2 separate regions of the Zea mays genome follow, and region 1 is linked to region 2. The links are chromatin contacts, called in public Hi-C maps. All regions are on one chromosome and are shown on one strand. The core of a region is the stretch at or near the end of the contact, and the rest is flanking DNA. Distances in the headings are between cores, read along the strand shown. Region 1 overlaps LOC103652548. Region 2 holds the start of LOC111591141 (translation initiation factor IF-2-like).

Region 1 (4,097 bases), core at 521-3,020, 150 kb after region 2:
ATTTCAGCTTAGTTCACTGCCTTATCTGTATACTTTTCCAAAAAAAAAGAGATAAATCTTAGAGGTAAAACTCTAAAGGTCATGCCAAGTCACAATACAATAACAACAACCAACAGCAATTAGAAATTTATTTCTATTGCCAATGGCCTCTACTAAAAACTTGTTCACAGTTCACACTCCTATAAGCAGGTACAAAAATATAATTCCAACCTCATCTAAACAGTGTGTTCTTATATAACCTATAAAGATTTATCATGCTGAATGTCAGTTGTCCATTAGAAAGCATACCACTGACCAGAATAGAGGTACAACACAAAATGTGAGTATAAGATTCAATCATGTTTCAACTTGATGCTTAATTGGGCCATAATACATATTACAATGAGAACTGAAATGGCGTCAGTCACTCAGTCATCATCTAACCGTGAAATTTCCAGCAGCAACAACAGTCCAACCTACATGGGTAACTTCGTTGGAAAAAAAATGAAGACTAATATCTTAGCTTCTTTTTAAATATTCAGTCTACGAAGCAACTACAACAGCCAGTTTTCCACTAATGACCATAACAGGTAGAGGCAATTTATGTGCAATAAAAGCTTGCCCAAAAGTTGCATCAAGGATGAGAAGTTCCAATCAACCAAAGACATCCTGATGATGTTGTGTTATGTGCACAACTGGAGCCACACTTAGAGCATTAGAGTACTATATGTACTTTTGCAACTGCATCAGACAATATCATGAACTGAGGATCTAGCTGAGCATAGAAACTGTTCCTAATATCGAGCAAACACAGAATCTCCTGAAGCTGCAATGAAGTTTTGTTTCCGCAGTGAGATCCAACGGCATCCATACACCATCTTTAAAGAAAAAACTTAAGCTTTGTCCTGATAGAGGATGACAATCAGTATTTGCAGTTTCAACATCCCCATTGCTTTCCAAGTGGCATACACATTCTCTTGAAAGATAGATATCACTCTGACAAGCACAATGCTCTAAGTGGGTTTCTTTATTGGACATTCTAACAAAAACTTCTGTGCAGCTGGCCTCATCATGTGAGCTGTACAACTTTCTAACAGACCCTAATAGATTCAAGCACCATGATGACAGAATGTCATGCATATCATCAGCTGTTAAGCAATGCAGATTAGGCCTTAGAGTATTTGAAATAATACCATGAACCATCTTATAAATAGATTGGAAACATGGAGAACAACATTTGTAGAGACATGAAATTTTTGGAACTGAAAGATTCATCATGGTGTCATGTTTACCATCGATCGAATTTGATTCAACATCATTCACAAGATCATTTCTCCTCAACTCATTATCATCAATATGAGCTTCAGAAGAAACATTGTTCTTTGGTAATTCTGTATTGTTAATACTTGCTGGGGATCCAACGGAATCTCCTGCCCTTTGCAAACAGCTTAAACCTTCCATAGATTCTGTGTGGTTTTCAGATCTTTGAATACCTGGTCTGAATTTATCTTCACCGTAGGTTAACCTGGACACTTTCCCATTGTTGTTTGCTCCAATAGGTTCTCCGTCATTTGTTACTGTATCTGCATGTGTATTGCCCCTATGCACATCAGGTAAAGCTGAATGGACATGATCGTGTTCTACTGCATCCTTGCTGGAAACAGAGTTCACATGATTATCAAGGTCACAGTCCATCGAATAGCTTCCAGGTTGTTCTGCAGTATGCTTAACCGGATTGCCTTGCACCTCAGTAGGACCAGGAACAACTTCATGATCCTGAGTGTGTTGGGCTGGAATGTCTTGAACCTCAGCAGGGATGGCAACAGGAGCAACTTGTACATTGGTTCCTGCAGCATACTTGGTCCTTTGACATTCTTTGGCACTTGAACTCTTCATGCGGGATGTTCCTGTCCGGGTATCAACATGTGTTCTGTAGATTGGAATAAATAAATAAAAATGTTAACACAATTGCGCCAATCATCTACATCAGCATCATGCACCAATATTTTTTTGCTGATTTTAAGCAGTAAGAAAGGAGTGACAGAATCAACAGAAATAAAAAAAAACATAAAGCTCTGGCCGACCTTTGGTAGGTGTATGCCCAACTGTTCACAATATCATCTAGATAAGCTACTTGAGATAGGATTCGAAAATACCGGAATTGATTTCTCTTTTCCAAAATTTTAGTTTGAATCTGTCCGACTAACAGTCCCAACACCTTTCTCACCTCAGCACAAACTTCAATAACAGACCCATAGACACCTCTATAAGCTAATAAGCCAACAGCAACCAGCCCTCTCACACAGACAGACTTTTCCTTTCCCTTTACAACATTGTCCCCTCCATTTAGTGATTTACCAGGTAAGGTGCTGCTCTGCAACAAACAGGAATTAAATGGCCAGCCTTTCCATGGTCCATTTATATCAGTGCAGGGGCCTTCCCGTAGCTTTGACGTAGCCCAACAAAGTTTTGAGAACTGAGGATGCTGCAGTATCTGAATTCCAAAAGCAACAATAGCAAATGACTCGCTGCCTTTTACAAGTCTACTAGAAGGATTTCTTTGAACTATGCCTTCAAAAAAAAATTGATCATTTTCTACTTTATCTTCCACATTGGATGGTGGAGGCTCTTGCTGAGCTCTGCCTGCAGCCAGCTGAATTGGATTCTCCTTAGAAGCAACTCCACACAAGGGTCGCTCATTCTCACTGGACTTAAGTTCACCTTCTGCACTAATATTCATGGAAGCAAACACTTCTTTTTGTTGATGATTATCATTCTTATGAGATTCATCATGCAAAAATTGAACATGATGTCGAATCAAGTCATGTGATAACTGCAAAGCACATGAATCAACCATCTCATCCCAATTAGAGTGGTTGTCAATATTCACAGAAAATCTAGGTATTGTATGTTCTGAAGAAACAAGGCACTGATCCACAACATGTGTGCTGAAGAAACCTCTTACTCCACTGGGAAGATCTTGAAACCTCATGTCACTGGTGGACTATAAAACAAAATGTTAGCTTGTCATCCGATGTTATCTTTTCTTTTCTTTTTTTTGGAAATGTAGGTATCAATGCTGCCATAGAGGTGAGAAAACAGAATTTGTTCAAAAAGAAAATATGCACAGCCTGTTTGGCAGAGCTTGATAGTTATAGTTACAACTTTACATAGAAGTAAAGTGATTCTAGGCTGATTCTGAAATGAACTAAGGGCGCGGGAACCGAAAAAAATTAGCTTATCCTGATTCACTTCTTCCATAGAATCACTTCCACAATAGAGTTTTTCCTAGAGAATCACTAACCATCTCTCTCATAAAATCACTTTCCACAGAATCAAAAGCCCTTAGTATTCATGAGAAACAATCCATGATCACATGTCATCAGTATTACAATAGGTACCAAAATTTGCCTAAAACAAGAAGATAAAACATTTGCATAGATACCTTTTAGGTGCTGTTTGGTTCAAATGTGGGAGGTGCAACAAGAAAGTGACCTGCTGACAGTGTAGCTATTATGGTGCAACTAAAAGCACATTTTGTTTGGTTGGTTTATGTTGTAATGGATCGCCGAGTAGTATAGCCAAACGGTTAGCAACACTATGTGTTCACATTGTGAACTCATTATGTGCTGAAAATGCATAACCAAACAGAACCTTAGATGGAAAAATAGCTGCCAAGATAATTATCATATACCTCAAACAAAAAGAACAAATTACAAACTACTGCCTCCATCCTGAAAAGAATGCAACCCTAGCAAGCACCTAGTAAAAACATTGAGTTTGACCAAGTTTATATTAAAAAAATATCAATATTTATGATACCAAATAAGTGTCATTAAATTCCTCATGCAATCATAATATAATTATTTGGTGTCATAAATATTGATACTTTTTCTATAAACTTGGTCAAATTTTAGATACTTTGACTGAGAAGGGAACTAGAAACGGATCTTTATCGGGATGTAGTAGGTGATTATATTGCAAAAAAAAAATTGCAGTGGTAATATTCAGTCGATGCTAATCACCAACATGTTAATAAAGTATTTTTCCTATCAGCTCACCATGAATAATTCTTTTTTTACATTTTACAGGGAAAAAAGGACACTAAATTACACAAA
Region 2 (3,818 bases), core at 1,002-3,501:
GATAGATATGGCCTATGGCCCAACCGACTTGGAGTAACCACCTCCACTAATTAAGGAACTAAAATCGACACATATCTATCCCTAGCTGTTGGTGGAGTCGGCGCCCATCATGCCCTCCTGCGTGGCCTTTGCATGCTGCTCGGTGCGCTCCTGGGCACGGCGCACGTCCCGGGCTCGACGACGCCTAGTATACGTGCGCCCGAACATGACATCAAATTTTGCATGGCATTTTTTGATAGTGCATTTATATGAACTTGTACATGTTAATATATTTTCCTAAAAAACTTTATCAAAGTTAGAGAAGTTTGACTTATAAAGCTAAAGTAACCTAAAATTTGAAACGGAGGGTGTTATGGACTACGATGGGATTGGGGAATTGGAGAGGGAGTTGCAGTTGCAAGAATGCCGGCCGGGGGCAAAAGGCCCCCACGGCCGGGCAAGAAGGCTTGCTTCTAATTTTTGCTTACCCTTAATTGATACAATGGTGTCTCTTTTATAGAGACGACTGACTTATCTCTATCCAACTAACCAAATCTGATCTAATCCTTATTACTTCCCTAACTAATCTAATCCTTATCAACCAAATCTGATCTAATCCTGACCTCTTTCATAACTAATCCGATCCAAACCAAATATGATCTAATCTCGGTACTGTTCCCACGCTACAGTAACCGTGTGAACAGTGCCTCCTTACACTACACCCTACCTGGACATGCAACTCGACCTCGAGCTGCAACCTAACGATGACCCCACTAGACACAAACCTAACACCTAAAAATAAGTCTTCTACATCTCGGTTTATTTTATTATTTCGAACCTGAATTAGACATTAACTCTTTATTTTTTGACCCCTTAAGATAAGGCGAACACCCTTTGCGCATTGGATCTGCACGTGTGCAGCCACATGGATCTGATATACGCCATCTGGACGAAAGGGGAGCATGTGGATGATCCCTGGAATGGGTCGCAACAATGACCAACTGAGACGCCCTCATAGCGGTCGGTAGTGGAATGTGGTAGTGCTAGTCCGTGCGCCCATGCCGATGACAAGGAGGGGAGTGCCTTCCCTACCGACGCTGTCGTAGAGTTGGAGTTCGTCGCCCGCGGGACACACACCATGCTCGCGCTTGGAGATATCGGGCCAGCGCAGTTCTTGATGGTCGTCCGACAGGGCGAGGTCGCGTCCCCATGTGCCAAGGTCGACCGACACCAAGGTTGCCTCGAGCATTTGCTGGCGCACTAGGAGGCCATGCGCCGCAGCTTGCAGCCACACCACCGCAAACACCTTGCAGGCACTCGCCTGCGCACTCGCCTTCCTCTCCGTGAGCTGCTTCAAGGTTGCTGGGACGACTGGGCGCTTCTGCTTGAAGATGGGGGCGTTGTCCTTGTCGGCGCGCTAGGAGGCAGCGTGCCGCCTCCTGTAGCTGCGCCGTCGTTGCCCGAATGCCATCCACGCTCCCGTAGAAGACGTCTTCGCAGTGCTGCTGTGGCGGCATAGGCATGGGGGCGGTGAACGACGGGGTCGGTGAAGGAGACGTTGCCATCGTGAATTCCGGCGCCGTCATTGATGAGAGGGCGTATGATGGAATTGGCGATGGTGATGGTGGTATGGAGATGAGGTAAAGGGGCAGGCCCGTTGGTGCGGGCGCACTGGCACTGATCAGGCGATGTGACGGCGCCGGTGGCGACAGGGGTGGTCCCACGGTCGCTGGTGGGTGCGTGATCATCGATAACTGTGGCGCCGGCGGGTGTTGGGAGGGACACGCCATGCGCGACATGAAAGCTTCAATGGTTGCCACAGAGCGCGCGAGGGTGGTGAAGATTGGCATCGAGCTTAGCGTTGAGGCCCTCGAGGGTCATCGGAGTCGGAGCGCTTGACATATCCGATACCAGATTGTTATAGACTATGATGTGATTGGGGAATTGGAGAGGGATAGGGAGTTGTAGTTGCAGGAATGTCGGCCGGGGGCCTTTGCCCACGGTCGGGCAAGAAGAAGGTTTGTTTCTAATTCTTGCTTACCCTTAACTGATACAATGATGTCTCTTTTATAGAGGCGACTGACTTGTCTCTATCCATCTAACCAATTCTGATCTAATCCTTATCCCTTCCCTAACTAATCTAATCCTTATCAACCAAATCTGATCTAATCCTTATCTCTTCCTAACTAATCTGATCCAAACCAAATCTGATCTAATCTCGGAACTGTCCACGTGCTACAGTAACCGCATGAATAGTGCCTCCCTGACAGAGGGAGCAGCAATTTTGAAGAAACAAATATATTACTATACCCTATGATGCTACAACTAATGCTTGGCATGATCAATGCAATTTCTGTTTTTCCTCTTCGGTTATGTGCTACTAATCAAGTTATACTCATCTAGCGTGTCTGAAACATTAAACTATATTTGATTATCTGCGGAACTTCATGCCTGTCTGTAGTTGCAATTCATGATTCTAATATGTTGAGTCGAATAATCACTATAGATAATAGAATAGGAGTTATAACATCTAAAAGTTAAGCTAACATCCTTAACCAAAGTTTTTGTATGTGATATTTGAATCCTGCAGTATTACTTTCATAATTTGTTACTCCCTCCGTTTCTTTTTATTTGTCGTTGGATAGTGTAAAATTACACTATCCAGCGACAAATAAAAAGAAACGGAGGGAGTACTTACCTTCCAGGATATTTGTCTGATGTGAAGTTTAAAGCTGTAGTTTACATGCCATTGAGTTTGAGCCTTGATGCAAAAGTCTTATCCTTCTGTTCCCTTCTGAAACCTTGTTCCAGGCTGCAATATGTTATTGACTGGTGATCATCTTGACAGGTTAGATGGGATGATGGTATAGAGTGCCGTTGGCCCAATAGGGTATCTCCTTGGGAGATTGAGCTCACAGGATCTGTTTCAGGATCTCAAATGTGCGCTCCCAGTTCAAAACGTCTGAAACCATGCCTCCCCCAAGTTAATCCGGAGATTGTGCTTCCAAGTAGGTCCTTTTACAAGTGAAAGGAGAACCATTAATCAAGGTTTATGTGTCCTGCTGAATTTGTCCTCTTTTGGTATTTTGGCAGATGGAAGTGTTTCTTCAGATTTTGCGGGATCTGCCAGATTCCACAAGGTCTTGCAAGGTCAAGAATTGTTGGGTTTCAAAACCCATGATGGTCCTGCTATTTCTGCTTCTCAGGCAACTGAAGCAAGAAATTTGCAGTACAGTGATGAACGGAGTAACAATAACTTAGGGATCCCAAGACTTGGTGTTAGGTCTCCAACTGGAATCCCTGGGTTTCCCTACCATTGCTCAGGCTTTGGGGAATCTCAAAGATTCCAAAAGGTCTTGCAAGGTCAAGAAGTGTTTCATCCTTTCCGAGGAGGATGTTTGGCTGATGGCCATATAAGAACTGCTGGCATGTATCAACCTGACGGTAGGCATGTATCTGGTGCAGCTTATAAATGGTCTGCACCACAAGGGTATGATTTCCCACAGCCAGCAAAACCGGTTTTTCTGTTGCAAGAATCATCCCCATCATCTGTGATGATGTTTCCACAAACTAGATCTAAGATAACTCACTTGGAATATGAGTACTCAAGACATGAGGATGGTAGACTTGATAGGACTGTTCCTACTCAAGACATGGGAAGAAGCAATCAAACATTATCTCTTTGGCCTCATCTTGTTTCAGGCGAAGCAATAGAAGAATGTACTGGAACTGTGAATATGCACTCCCCCGTCAGTGGTGCAGAGCATGAATCAAACAATGAGAGTACAGTTGAAAATGGCTGCAAAATCTTTGGTATCTCATTGGCTGAAAAGATCCGA

The links. A called contact is a pair of places that touch in the nucleus more often than the background predicts.
Region 1: a contact with region 2 is called in a Hi-C map of root tip, with 8 times the contacts expected there. The contact joins the enhancer-like site here to the promoter of LOC111591141 in region 2. A contact is called at or near these places in 8 of 25 Hi-C or Micro-C datasets (ear, endosperm, leaf and 2 more) and 1 of 3 datasets of contacts at active chromatin or transcription factors (seedling).

What each region holds. Positions count from the first base shown.
Region 1 is chr3:216,013,136-216,017,232 of Zm-B73-REFERENCE-NAM-5.0, forward strand. It overlaps LOC103652548, which reads right to left. Exons shown (of 6, transcript XM_020550519.2): 5 at 2,064-2,983; 6 at 215-1,909. The coding sequence ends at 751. Among protein-coding and RNA genes, the nearest start is that of LOC103652548, 15 kb to the right of the region's middle. Within about 2 kb of position 1,771, at least 2 of the 20 cell types and tissues checked have an H3K27ac peak or open chromatin away from gene starts, as enhancers often do. A contact at or near this core is called in root tip, where this site is marked.
Region 2 is chr3:215,859,551-215,863,368 of Zm-B73-REFERENCE-NAM-5.0, forward strand. It overlaps LOC111591141 (translation initiation factor IF-2-like), which reads right to left and starts at 2,252. Exons shown (of 1, transcript XM_023302063.2): 1 at 402-2,252. The coding sequence starts at 1,829. The coding sequence ends at 1,068. It overlaps LOC100384045, which reads left to right. Exons shown (of 11, transcript NM_001176652.2): 8 at 2,828-2,987; 9 at 3,073-3,818.